Linked DNA regions of Mus musculus: region 1 is linked to region 2. A link is a contact called in public HiChIP or PLAC-seq data. All regions are on one chromosome and are shown on one strand. The core of a region is the stretch at or near the end of the contact, and the rest is flanking DNA. Distances in the headings are between cores, read along the strand shown. Region 1 has its middle 83 kb from the start of Tiam1. Region 2 overlaps Tiam1 (T cell lymphoma invasion and metastasis 1).

The links. HiChIP or PLAC-seq counts read pairs in DNA pulled down with a chosen protein or histone mark.
Region 1: an H3K27ac HiChIP or PLAC-seq map of microglia shows a contact between it and region 2, with 6 times the contacts expected there. The contact joins two enhancer-like sites. A contact is called at or near these places in 1 of 484 Hi-C or Micro-C datasets (nephron progenitors) and 4 of 115 datasets of contacts at active chromatin or transcription factors (bone marrow-derived macrophages, embryonic stem cells, microglia and 1 more).

Annotation. Positions count from the first base shown.
Region 1 is chr16:90,041,158-90,046,869 of GRCm38.p6, reverse strand. It overlaps a transcript of Tiam1 not described here. Among named protein-coding and RNA genes, the nearest start is that of Tiam1, 83 kb to the right of the region's middle. Within about 2 kb of position 2,674, at least 91 of the 459 cell types and tissues checked have an H3K27ac peak or open chromatin away from gene starts, as enhancers often do. A contact at or near this core is called in bone marrow-derived macrophages and microglia, where this site is marked.
Region 2 is chr16:89,869,761-89,876,108 of GRCm38.p6, reverse strand. All of the region lies in intron 6 of Tiam1 (T cell lymphoma invasion and metastasis 1), which reads left to right. Among named protein-coding and RNA genes, the nearest start is that of Gm52239, 79 kb to the right of the region's middle. Within about 2 kb of position 3,833, at least 112 of the 459 cell types and tissues checked have an H3K27ac peak or open chromatin away from gene starts, as enhancers often do. A contact at or near this core is called in bone marrow-derived macrophages and microglia, where this site is marked.

The DNA.
Region 1 (5,712 bases), core at 1,425-3,924, 170 kb before region 2:
GAGCTGCAAAGCTTTAGAACTGATTTTCATGAGGTCTTTCACGTAATGAAATCTCATCAACGTCTTGTCTCCTGGCTGTTTTCACTCGAGGCCGAGGAGGGTCCAAGGAGGAACAGTTTAGGGAGCCTGTGGTTTCGCCTTGGCTTCTTTTTGGCTTGTGGGAGGCCGCATCCCGTGAGGTCCAGCTTTTATGAAATCTGTTCTAAATGACTTGAATGGGAGCCAGCGCAGCCTGATGTTTTCTGTTATGTAACCAGTCAGATTTATGTTGCATACAATGAAATTTCAAATCCCAGTTTTTAGGGGATTTCAAAGAGGCATAAGGGATGCTCTGAGCTTCCTGGAGAAGGAAGATTTGGGAAAGCCACCATAGTTCAAGGCTCATTATAGAAACCACAGCTATAAAACATGATGGTTTTTGGTCCCTAATGAATATCAGAAATATTTTTGAAGCTGATAGAGATTGAAAACTGATGGACCACAGGAGTCTGATATCTGGGGCATCCAATGCAGTGATACATGGGGTGGGTAACTTCTCAGGAGTGCCCAGTGCAACGGTGCATGGGGTGGGGTGGGTGGGTTGAGTCACATGACTTCTCCAATATGCCTGATGCAGTGATGCACAAGGTGGGCCATGAGACTTCTGGGGATGCCTGATGCAGTGGTGCATGGGAAGTCATGTGACTTCATTTGTTTTATGTATGTATATGTATGTATGTGTGTGTGTGTGTGTATGTGTTTGCACACGTGGTGCATGTGCAACAGGTAGAGTTCACAGATTAATTTGCAGGAATCAGGTCTTTAAACTCGTGGGATTGGTCCTCAGGGGTTACAGAAGCACCTTTATCCATTTACCCTTTTCTCCGCCTTAAATGTGATTTCTCCTCCTGGCAATTGCACTGGTCCTTTGCGCTGGCGAGATGGCACAGCAGGTAAAGGTGTTTGCTGTGAAGGCCTGGTGACCTGAGTTTGGCTCCTAGGACCTATGGAAAAGAGGAAGGAGAGAGTTGCTTGCACAGAATTATCTTCTGACTTCCACATGTGTGGTTTAGCTCATGCTCTGCCCCCAAACACTGACTTATAAAATTTCATTTTAAAAACGCAATCCTGAAGCGCAGTGCTGAGGACGGATTGGCCCGCAGGGGCAACAGCCAGTTCTAAAGAGCTCTGTGGGCTGCGGCTCTCCAAGGGAGTTGCTCTGTGGGAAGAGATTACTTCTCTCCACTTCTTCTGGTTTCATAGCATCTGTGGAGTAGTCCCTGAAATACCTGTTTATCATCTCTCGTCTGTTATGAGAAGGCCTAATTATTCCCAATGGTCAGAAGTGGTTAGGGAATGTGCAGGCCCGGCCACGTCCTTCACAGGGCTGTCAGTGACGCTTCCCTGTTCAAAGTTAGAGTCGTGAGATGAAGAGCGGGACCTATGGCTTCTGCCCATCAGGCAATTGTGATTTCTGTGGCCGCTACCCAAAGTGGTTAAATCCTGGGAGCAGGTACGCGTGAGATATGCTCGAGTCTGGGTTTGGGTACCTCAGTTCATTGCAGCTCTGAGTCAGAGTCGAGGTGTCACTGGTGTGACTTCAAGGTGTGGTGCTTTCATATTTGTGTGTGTGTGTGGCCTGGTGCAGGTCCTTTATCCAACCACTGCGTCTCCCTTCCTAAATCCTAGGGAGCTTGTTAAAATGAAGATGCTGAGGACCCCATCTTCCCAGAGGCGCTTCTTGGCCATGCTGGAATCCAGCTCCTTTGTGCTGTCTGCCACTGGCTTCGGCTTTGACCCAGGCCTCCTTACCTGCCCAGTTCTGGTCTTAGAAGAACCCTGCAGTGCTGCCTGCTCTTTCTCCTTGATAGCTGATCAACTTGTTCATCCCTCATCTTTGACCTTTAAGCCCAAGCAGTTTTTAGCAATTCCTACAGAAATTAGGTCACTTGAGCAAGAGTCCTCTGACTCTTAAGGTTCTCGTTTGGTAATCCAATGTAACCTGTCCCTCGTCTATAAGTCCACTCTTACAACGGCTGGGGTCTGGATCCCCCCCTCCCGACCTCATTGGAATATTTGTATTTTATTTATTTCAGAAATGTTTTTCTTTAGTAAAATTCATATTCTTTATTGGTGTGTCCAAAGACCGAATCCTAAATTAAAGTCCAAAACACATTGGCTTAACTGAACAAAAGGTTAGGTTTTTTTTTTTTTTTTTTTTCTATATGAAGTTGACTCCTAAATGACTATTATGGAACGGAGGTTCTTTCTACATTGTAGCTCTCCTATCTCTAACCTGTGCTCCAAGTTTATCATCTATGTTCTGCTAGCTAGAGATTAGTAGCAGAACACATTTCTGTTTCCTAGGGGCTGGGAAATATCGGGTAAAGTGCTGGGGTTTTTTTTCTTTTTTGATAAATTTTGCATTTTCACTAAGTGTTAGTGCTTATACTTCAGCAATCCTTGGGATACAGGGTCCCTTCAGCAGTGCCTTAGTCAATCCTCTGTGTCACGTTTTCAGTGTCCTTCAGTTGTGATGATCCGAGCACTTGACAGCTGATTTTTTTTCTTTTTTAAACGATGAAAAACGGAACAGTCCCTTCCGCACCGGAAAGAGAAGTTGAACAAGGAAGACACACTGAGTTTCTGCCCTTATCCTGAGTTTGCAGAGGAAGCATGGTGACTCGTGCGGCCACTGATTAGGCGACCAGCGGTCCCGTGGTCCTCGTGTTGCAGCTTCTCTGCTTTGCCGTGGTCCGCCTTCCCGATCTGAAAGAGAATCTTGATGGCCTCACTCTGCTCCCCTCGGTGCTCTGTGAGGCTCCTGGGACTAGAATGCCAAGCACAGGAAACACCAGCGTCTCCTTCCCTAGTCGTGGCCACAGTGGAGAGCTGTCAAGCTCACTTGTCTCTTGTAAGCTACTGACAACACATAAGGCTTCGCTTCAGGTCCTGGTTAGCATCGTTGATCTGGGAGCAGGGCAGCTCTGATGGCATCTGTTACAGACTTTGGGTTTTTGTTTTGTTTTGTTTTTTTTCCCCTCCTCAAGATAGGGTTTCTCGGCGGGCGTGGTGGCACACGCCTTTAATCCTAGCACTCGGGAGGCAGAGGCAGGTAGATTTTTGAGCTCGAGGCCAGCCTGGTCTACAAAGTGAGTTGCAGGACAGCCAGGGCTATACAGAGAAACCCTGTCTCAAACAAACAAACAACAACAACAACAAAATAGGGTTTCTCTATAGCCCTGGCTGTCCTGGAACTTGCTCTGTAGCCCAGGCTATCCGTGAATACAGAGATCTGCCCACCTGTGCCTCCTGAGGGCGAGGCTTAAAGGTGCTTGCCACCAAGCCCGGCTTGTTTTATTCCCTTCTTAACTTTCGTTGATTGATTGTGTGAGCATTCGTGGATGCATGCATGCCTCGTGTGTGTGTGTGTGTGTGTGTGTGTGTGTGTGTGTGTAGGTCAGAGGTCAATTCTATGGCCCTGGTTCTTTGATGCCATGGGATTTGGGGCTGAAACATAGAAAGATGTTCATCAGCCTTTGAGCAAGGACCTCAGCTCACTGAGCTGTCTCACGGGGCCGCGGTTTACTTTTAGAGCAGGGATTGGGATTATTTGGTTTCCAGAATGGGGCTGTATGTCACACATGGAGCGGAGAGGCAGAGAGCAGCGGTATGTGACGTGGGGTGGTGAGGGAGGGGCCGGCGAGTGGCTCATCAGGCTTCCTTGTTTCCATGGGGGCTTAGAACAGTTGGGACTTAGATAGGGTTTGAGCAGATTGCAGGTAAAGGGGAAACGATACTGGATTGTGAATACAGAGCCTTTGCCTGAGACTTTCCTTACGCTTCTGACTCAACACTGCCTGTTGCTAAGCTACTGAAAAATACAGCACAGGCTGGTGGATGCTACACTGAACATGGCTCCAATGCTAAGTAATGGCGGGTCGTAAATACTGGGCGTGAGTTTCTGTTACCCTCTCATTTCTTCCTCTTAATGATGTTAGGAGGTGTGACTTCTGTTTTGTCTCCTTTTTACCCAGTGAGGGAAACTGAGGCATGGAGAACGCAGGTAGTTACAAGGGGTCAAGTCCCTGGAGACAGTCTGAGTGGTGAGATCTTACCCCACCCGGGGTCCACTTGGTTCTGCTTTAGCCATTGCTTTCTTGGACAAGTACTTCAGGGAGAGAGACACCCTGCTCTCTCCTTACACATGGACTGCATGTCTTAGAGAAGTGGGCTCCTCTCTTGCGTCCGTCGTGATGATGATGTCGTCTGGGTTAGCACGCTGTGCTGCCAGCTTTGTGAGGATGTGGGTGAAGTCAGCTCTCCTTCTCGGTTCCCTTTGATGGTGTTTTTTTTTTTTTTTTTGCGCGAAGATAAGACAGGGCACTTATGCATACCAATGACTTGCCAACTGCAGTGTCTCTTGGGGATCTGCTCTCAGGATAGCACCAGTGGGATGTGTTGTAAATTACTGAGTGCTTTGGAAGTTTGTGGTACTCCTTCCGGGGTCAAGGGAAGATGGTGTTGGGTATCACTGAGGCCAGATCTGTGTTTGGTCATCTTGTCAATGCCCTTTTTCCCGTCCAGGTGTTTCTTAGGAGTTAATGGAGACAGCACATGACTTGGGCAGGTATCTGTTCTACAGAGGTTCATGCAGTGAGAACTTGGTCCCACATTGGCAGTCTTGGGAGGTGATGTGGAACATGTAAGCCATAGGTGGTCTTATGGGTTGACTGGGGCATACCTGTGAATTATGTATGTATGTATGTATATACACTTGTGGTTACTTCCTCACGTCAGAGTTCTGCTGTGATTATCAGGGACCAAACCAATGGAGCTGTCATATCTTGGTCTTCAAACCACTAGAACTGTGAGATGAACAACTCTTTTTCTAATTTCTGTTCTTCCTTTTATTGGTGTGCATCCAGATTAAACTCAGGGCCCGACATATGGTAGGTAAGTGTGTGACCGCTGAGCCAGCCTGAAACCTCTCTTCCTTGCAAAGCTGGCCTGACTCAGGCCTTCCCCTCTGCTCTCTCAAGCCTGACTGTTGTAGTAGTTACCCTTCTCGAAGTCTCGGCAGACCGCAGCACAGCGCTTTCTCTGGGACATGGTATCAGGTGAGTTAGCATATGGGCTCGAAATTCATTTTTCTTGACAGCATTTTGTCCTCTTATAAAGGAAGTGAGCAATCTAGACCAGAGTTTCTCAACCAGAGATAGACATTGCTATTGTGGAGCTATTCCTCTGCGCTCTGGCCTGACACTGGAGGGAGGAGCCTCATCTCCATGTTCTTGGGACCCTGGGGGGGGGGGTCATTCTCTATGAAGGACGTTGTTGCTAAAGCACCTCTTCTTGGTCTGCTCCGGCCTGACCTAAATATGAGGAGTGGCTTCGGAAAAGAAGATTCATGCTGGCTGGCTCTGTTAGCCAGGACACTTGATCCATTTACCAAGTATAAATGGACATAACTTTTGATGGGTCTGCACTTACAGTATTCCGTTCGTTCGTTCGTTCATTCGTTCATTCATTCATTAATTCATTCATTCATTTCTTGATGATAATGAACACACAATAGAAATCCAGTAGGAATGACACTTGGAGTTTTGAATCTGTTTCTTTTCCTGAGCTGGCAATGCACCATCTGAATTTCTCTCTTGATTCCGACTAGCAGCAGTGAGCTGTAGTTCCCAATTAGGCCCGCAGTCACGAGAGGAAACAGCTGGTACTCTG
Region 2 (6,348 bases), core at 2,584-5,083:
TGTGGAGGTCAGAGGACAGCTTGCAGAAGTCAGTCCTCTTATTCCATCAGGGGGGTTCTGGGGACCAAACTCAGGTCATTAGGCTTGGTGGCAAGTGCCTCGAATTGCAAAGCCATCTTGGCTGTCCTTCATTGGTGAGGGATAGTTTTTCTGGGTATAATATTTTTACTTGACAGCCTATGGCCATGCATTGAAAACTGCTCTCCCACTGCCTCCATTGTCATTCTTAGAACTGTCCTACTTCTGTGATGAATTTCTTTTGTCATTTTAATGATTTCATTGTTATGTAGCTTATAATGCGATTTCACATCAGACACTGAATTTATTTTTTCCAAAATTCATTGTTTTTCTTGTGTGTGTGTGTGTTTGTGTTTTACATCCTGATCTACGAGCAGCAGTGAGAGAGATAGAGACACTGGGCTTGGCTTGGCCTTTGAGGCTTCCAAAGTGGCAAACTTCCTAATCCTTTCTAAATAGTTCATTAGGTGGGGACTAAGCATGCAGATATGAGCCGTTCACACCACCCCAAGCAGTAAGCACAGCTAACCTCTGAGCCATCTGTCCAGCTCCTCATACGAATATATCGACTCTTTGGTTAGTGCTTTCTGTTTATATTATAAAAGCAATTTCAGAAGATTCATTATAAAAAGTAATGGGAGCAAGGTGCTATTTCCTAAATCAGTAGTCAAGGGTCTGGGGACGAGTCTCAGTTGGTAGAGCGTTTGCAGAGTGTGCAAGAGGTCCTGACTTTACAGTCTAACTTTAATATTGCTCTCATACTTTGCTTCTTTAGAAAAGGTACCCTTTATTTTATTTATCCCCAGCAGGGCCCAGTTAAAGTCCATTGCAGTCTTGAAAGTGCTCCAAGTGGCCAGAGGGGATCTATGGGGGACGATGCAGGGGGTCACTCAGTAGATTGTTCTGATGCTCAGAAAGGCAGGAAGCCTCCAGGGTACACAGTAGATGTCAGGGCAGAGCTAACCCAAGCCCCTCTCTCCTGTCTCACACGCTCCTGTTTGTTGTCTGAGTGCTCTGCCAGTGCCACCACTGATCACAAGCAGTGGAGACAGGGAAGTGACCATCCTTTTCTGGTCCAAACAGTGGAACCATTCCTTGGGTACTCCTGTCAGTGGCCTGCGTGTCAGATGGTTACCTGACCAACAGGAAGGCCTCCTCTTCCTGTTCCTTTCCTCACCTCTGCTGTGAATTCCCACTAAAAGGACCTGCGTGGCCATAAAATTGCTAGCCGAGTCTACCCAGTAAGTCACATTGTACAAAATGCTTTCTGAGGCAACACAAGACCGTGTTTATAGAAACCTCGGACTTCTTTTAATGGGGGACTTTTATCCCACTTATGTGGGATAAAGGACAAAGTGAACCTTTTCAGAGGAAATTACTGTTGTTTGGGATCCGTGACGGCATTTTCTGCCATCCACTTATTGTAATCCACATAGCTCCCAGAGGGGCTCGATTTGAAAGAAACCTGTGTGTGCCCGGGTGAGGTTACAGCGAGGGAGATCAGCTGTGATTATGGAAATAATTTGTAGGTTATTTCAGCCCCAGGGCTCAATTCACTGCACAGTTTCCTGAGCCTGTGTGCTGCTGATTCGTCCCTGTTGCCCAGAGACCCACACACTCACCCTGGAAAAGAGATTCGTGTAACCCACAGAAGTAGAAAAAGGGGTTTTGTGTGAAGAGTGGGGGCGGGAATGAGGGAGTGTGCTGGAGTAGCTGATACAGAGGAAGTTTTATGCTGCCTGCAGAGTGTGGCTGTATCTCCTTCTCCCCTGAACTATTTTAATTAGAGCTCTTTCCTCCGACTTGATGTCAGAGGCAGCACCTACCACTTACACGGTCCAGTTTCCTCCCTGGCTTGCATCCGTTCATTCCTAGAGGATGCCGCAGTTCCTGACAGCTCAGCCCCTTGCAGGAAACATCCCAACGTGTGTTTTGCATTCCTGTGCCAAATGCCTGGGGAACTTAGCTACCAGACAGGACAAGAGAGATAGACACCTGACTGAGTAGAAAATGTGTGTGGTTGCGTATATAGAGGGGTAAGAAACGAGGGGCTTTAGCAGAAGTGCCTCACCTTTGTCTCACCTTTGTTTCTCTGTCACTTAGAAGACCATTTTTACTAGGCCACTTCCTGGATGTTATAAAAACTCATAAGAAGAAATGGTACTTTGTGTTATTAGAAGGAGACTTGAAAAGACTGCATCTGTACCATTTTCTTTAGTCACAGATGAAATGGTTGTGTGTCTGGTAGACAGTGGATTCTCAGTCAACACCATGAACGCTTAGTCTTTTGTAAGAATCACAAGGAAGATCCGTGCTCTTCCTAACCGTCCTGCTATTGAAGTCAAACATGGCTTCACTGAGAACAAGGGGCACTTTTGAGCTTCATCAAGCTCTGGGGATCCTTCTTCCAGGTGTCGGGCTTTAGGAAGGTCACAGAGGTCACAGACAAATGCCCAGGACAAGAAGACAGGGTTAGGGAATAGCCTGAAAGTCATCTACAGAAAGATGTAAAGTCTGTAGAAAAGATGGTGGAGGGGACTTGTGCAGACTGATGTCGCTCCCCTTCCTCTGGGCATCCTATCTGCAAGGGCCTCCTGCAGGGCAGCCTGCCTGCTGGCCATCACTCAGACCCATGGCTGGGGAGTACCCAGCTTTTCCCCTGTCCCTCTGCTCTGTTGTAAGTGCTCAGCGCCAGAGTTCTGTTACACTAGTGGCCCTTGCCATTTTCCTGTTTGAATATGAATCTGACCTCCTGGAGGCCACATCCGTCCCAGGTACTTGAGCCGTTTTCCTTGGTATTTGTAGACTTGTGCATCCTGTGCGCCTGTGGCCAGCCTGCCTGAGCAGCCTGCAGTGAGCTTTAATGTATCCATTCCCCTCTCGCACACCGTCCTTCCTCTCAGCCGTACTGTCAGCTCATTCTGAGTCCGCTAACTTAATCCCCACAACAGCGTTGACTCTGACCCCATAACCCTCCCCCACTTACTTGGTAGACTTTTCCACCCAAAGACAAAACACAGAACCTTAATTTCTTTTAAATGTCGTCTTTGTGGGTTTTGCCTTTGAAATGAGTTTGTTGCCCTCCCGATGGATCCAGATCCTCCTATGTTATACAGGCGGGGCAAACTCTATCTCAGGTCTCGACTTTGGCCGAAAGTGTGTTGATTTGGTTTATAACAGAGTCCTGTTTTTCCACTGCTGTGGATTGAATCTCTGCTCCCAGGATGCCCCTGGAAAACAGCTTTTGGTGGCAGCATGTTCAACCTCAGCTCCTGCCGGGAATGTGAGAACCCGCTCTTGTGTTACGGGATCTAATTCCAGGAGAGCAGGGCTTTCCTCAGGCAGCAATGCCCTCAGGAGGGCTCTGCCTCTGACCCAGGGCCCTCCACTGGACACAATTACTTTGGATACCAGGGTAGACATGAGGTTTTGCAGGGAGTCATGTTCAAGCCATACCAGGGACACTGAAGCGCTTCAAAGTCTGGGGCCTCCCGAGGTGTCGGGCCAGGGCAGAGCTGCCTCCAGGCACCTAATGGGGAAGAGAATGTGACAGGGCCAGAAGTTACTCTGTGGTTTGGCTCTGCCGCAGGCTGGTTTCAGCGGGTTGGACTTGTGACAGGGACAGCCCACCTCTGTCTCTCCACCACCTTGCTCCCCTTTCACCGTGACAAGGTTCCAGCTCCAGGTCCGCTGGCTTTTCTGGGGAGGCCGGAGGTTTAGAGGAGCTCCAGCGTCTCTGTCTTGCTTCCAGCCTCTCTGACTTTCAGCTGGAGACTCGCACCCAATACCTGGTGATCTAAGGCTCTGCCCACAGTTAGTCATGAGCCACCTCAGCCTGCCTGGCCGCGATCCGCTTGTGGTCAGTTACCCTCCCCCTCACCGCCTAGGGAGACGCCCGGTGGCCTTCTGTGTAGGCACTTCAGTTGATAGCTTTTGTGGTGTTTTCTCAGGGGCCCTCAGCTTTGTCTTCAGAGACTGATAACCATGTACTTCTTTGCTTGTGGCTAGCAGCCCCTGCCTCTCTGCTACTGACTTCCTATACTTAACTCTGCTTCTATAAAAAAATGACCCTCAGTTGGGGATGGGAAGTGAGTGAGCCTGTGTGCACTGTTGTGTGACCTCCCGTGGGGGTGGAGAACTTTCATGTTAGGTTCCCCAGATATTAAAAATGAGCACTTCATTAAGGCTTATATTTACAGAACTCATACACAGGATGAACAGGACCAAGAGGGAAAGGCCTTCGAAGAATCCACGCAGGACTCTCATTTTATCCAGCCTCTTAAAGATGGACGCTCTCCTTCCTTCCTTTTTTGTTCCTTTAAAAGTAAAAATAGACGTTTAACGTTCTGCAGAATTAATTCTCGTGCTTCTGTCAACTCTGTGCACCCCGAGTCTCAGTTCCCCAGTCTGGCCTTTGTTTTCTAGGGTTTCGTTTCTCCAGTTTAAATCGAGCCTCCCTTCCTGCCGCTCACGTAAACCATTGATTGTGTGAAATCACCAAGGGTCCTCCGTGCGGTGGGTAATCTGCAGCTAGATCTATTTAAATACATAATGAAGCCCCGAGCTTCATCATATCTCTGAGCACAGAAGGGCTCTTATGCAAATACATCTTTTTTGCTGATTATCTGTTGGCAAGGACTTCTCTTTTCCCCTCGCTGAACTTCATGTCGTATTTATAGCATCCACAGAAGGCAGCAGAAGAGTCACATTCTCTACCTGGCCACTGTCATAGAGTGACGTAGGGGATGGCTGTCAAGGTGGGCTGTCCAGGGTGGCCGGGCGAGGGTGAGCCAGGGTGTACGGGTAGGTGTGGGGGTCTCTCCTTCCTACCTTTGTGGCCCCTGGACTTGGGTGATGAGCAATCTCTTAGATCATGTCTCTGACATTTGCCTCCTATAAGGTTAGTGGGCTGAGCCACTTTCCCAAGTGTAAGGCTTTAGACTTCAGTTTATAGAGAGGCCACCCTGGACTCCGCTGTATTACGTTAGTAGTCTGCTGGGGTCATCTCAGAACTCTGGAGCCCATGAACTGATGAGGTATTTCAAGACTTTTCTCCACAGAGGTAGCTGCCGAGAGTAGTCAGCACGAAGGTTTCCCACCCTCTCATCAGGACCAGGCTCCCTTGAGCCGAGGACCGACTTTACTCAAGAGCCCATTTAGTGAGTTGTTCTGCTCTGAAATGAATTCAGCTTAACGACGGGGAATGTTTTATTTAGACAGGACAGCGGGAGCAAAATTTCTCACTAATGGAAACGCCTTCAGCCACTTAGATGGCTAAGACATGTCAGTGGTTAAAGGGGCTGATGGCTAAAAGTCTCTTAAACCTGCCGTCACATGTGTCTCTGGCTATAGGGGACTGACATTTTCCTCTGCCTTTGATTGTATTTTATTTATTTTTTCATGTATGTGCCAGTGCATTTGTGTGTTTAAGCCAGGGAACAGGAGCCATCCACTTTTATTTTATTTTATTTTAGAGACAGGGCCTTTTCATTGTCCCAGAACTCTCTGATTAGGCGAGGCTAGACTGGCCATCAAGCCTTTTGGTCTCCTGTGACTGTCTTCTGGCACTGAGCTTACAGGCATGCACCCCCACACTCAGCTCTGCCTTGGGAACGCTGGGTAAGCAACACTAAGCTAAAACCCTGCTCCCACCCCCTTCATCCCACTTCTTAAAGGAGAGATGGATGGAGGTAGCCTGTCTGACATCAGAACGAATGACCCTGCCCATGGCTGAGGTGGGCTGAGGTCCTCATAGGAGGAAGCAGAACTGATTCCCCTTTCTTTAATTCCAGTCTCTGGGGAATCTGCTACCCCCTTCTGGCCTCCTCCAGTACAGCACACACGGTGCACAGACATACCTGTAGATAAAACACATGCAAAAAATAAAAATAAATAAATCCCTCTTTTGAATGCTGCTACCATGTGTGTTCTGGCTCAGTTTTGCTGAGCATATGAATATGTTCAGTTGGTTCTATACCGTGAATTCATATAGTGGGCCACAAGGCGTCTGCGTACCCAGCTTTAGTCGGTTGTACATAACTGCTTTCTGAAGCATTTATTCCCACTCCGAGCAGCCAGAAATGCCAAGTGCACGGGGCCTCAAGCTGCCCTAAATGTTTGCCAACACCGGAGTTACTGGTTTCTTTTGTAGAAAATAATCCACGTTATTACTTTTCCATCTGAGTTGATTCTTTCACTAACAAAAATAAAAATGTGACCAGGCTTGGTGGCTCACCCTGGTAATCCCGTAGTCACTTGGGAGGCCAAGGATAAAAGATCAAGAGTTTGGGCCACCTAAGCTGTCTTAACCTGTCTCTGAAAACCAGCCCA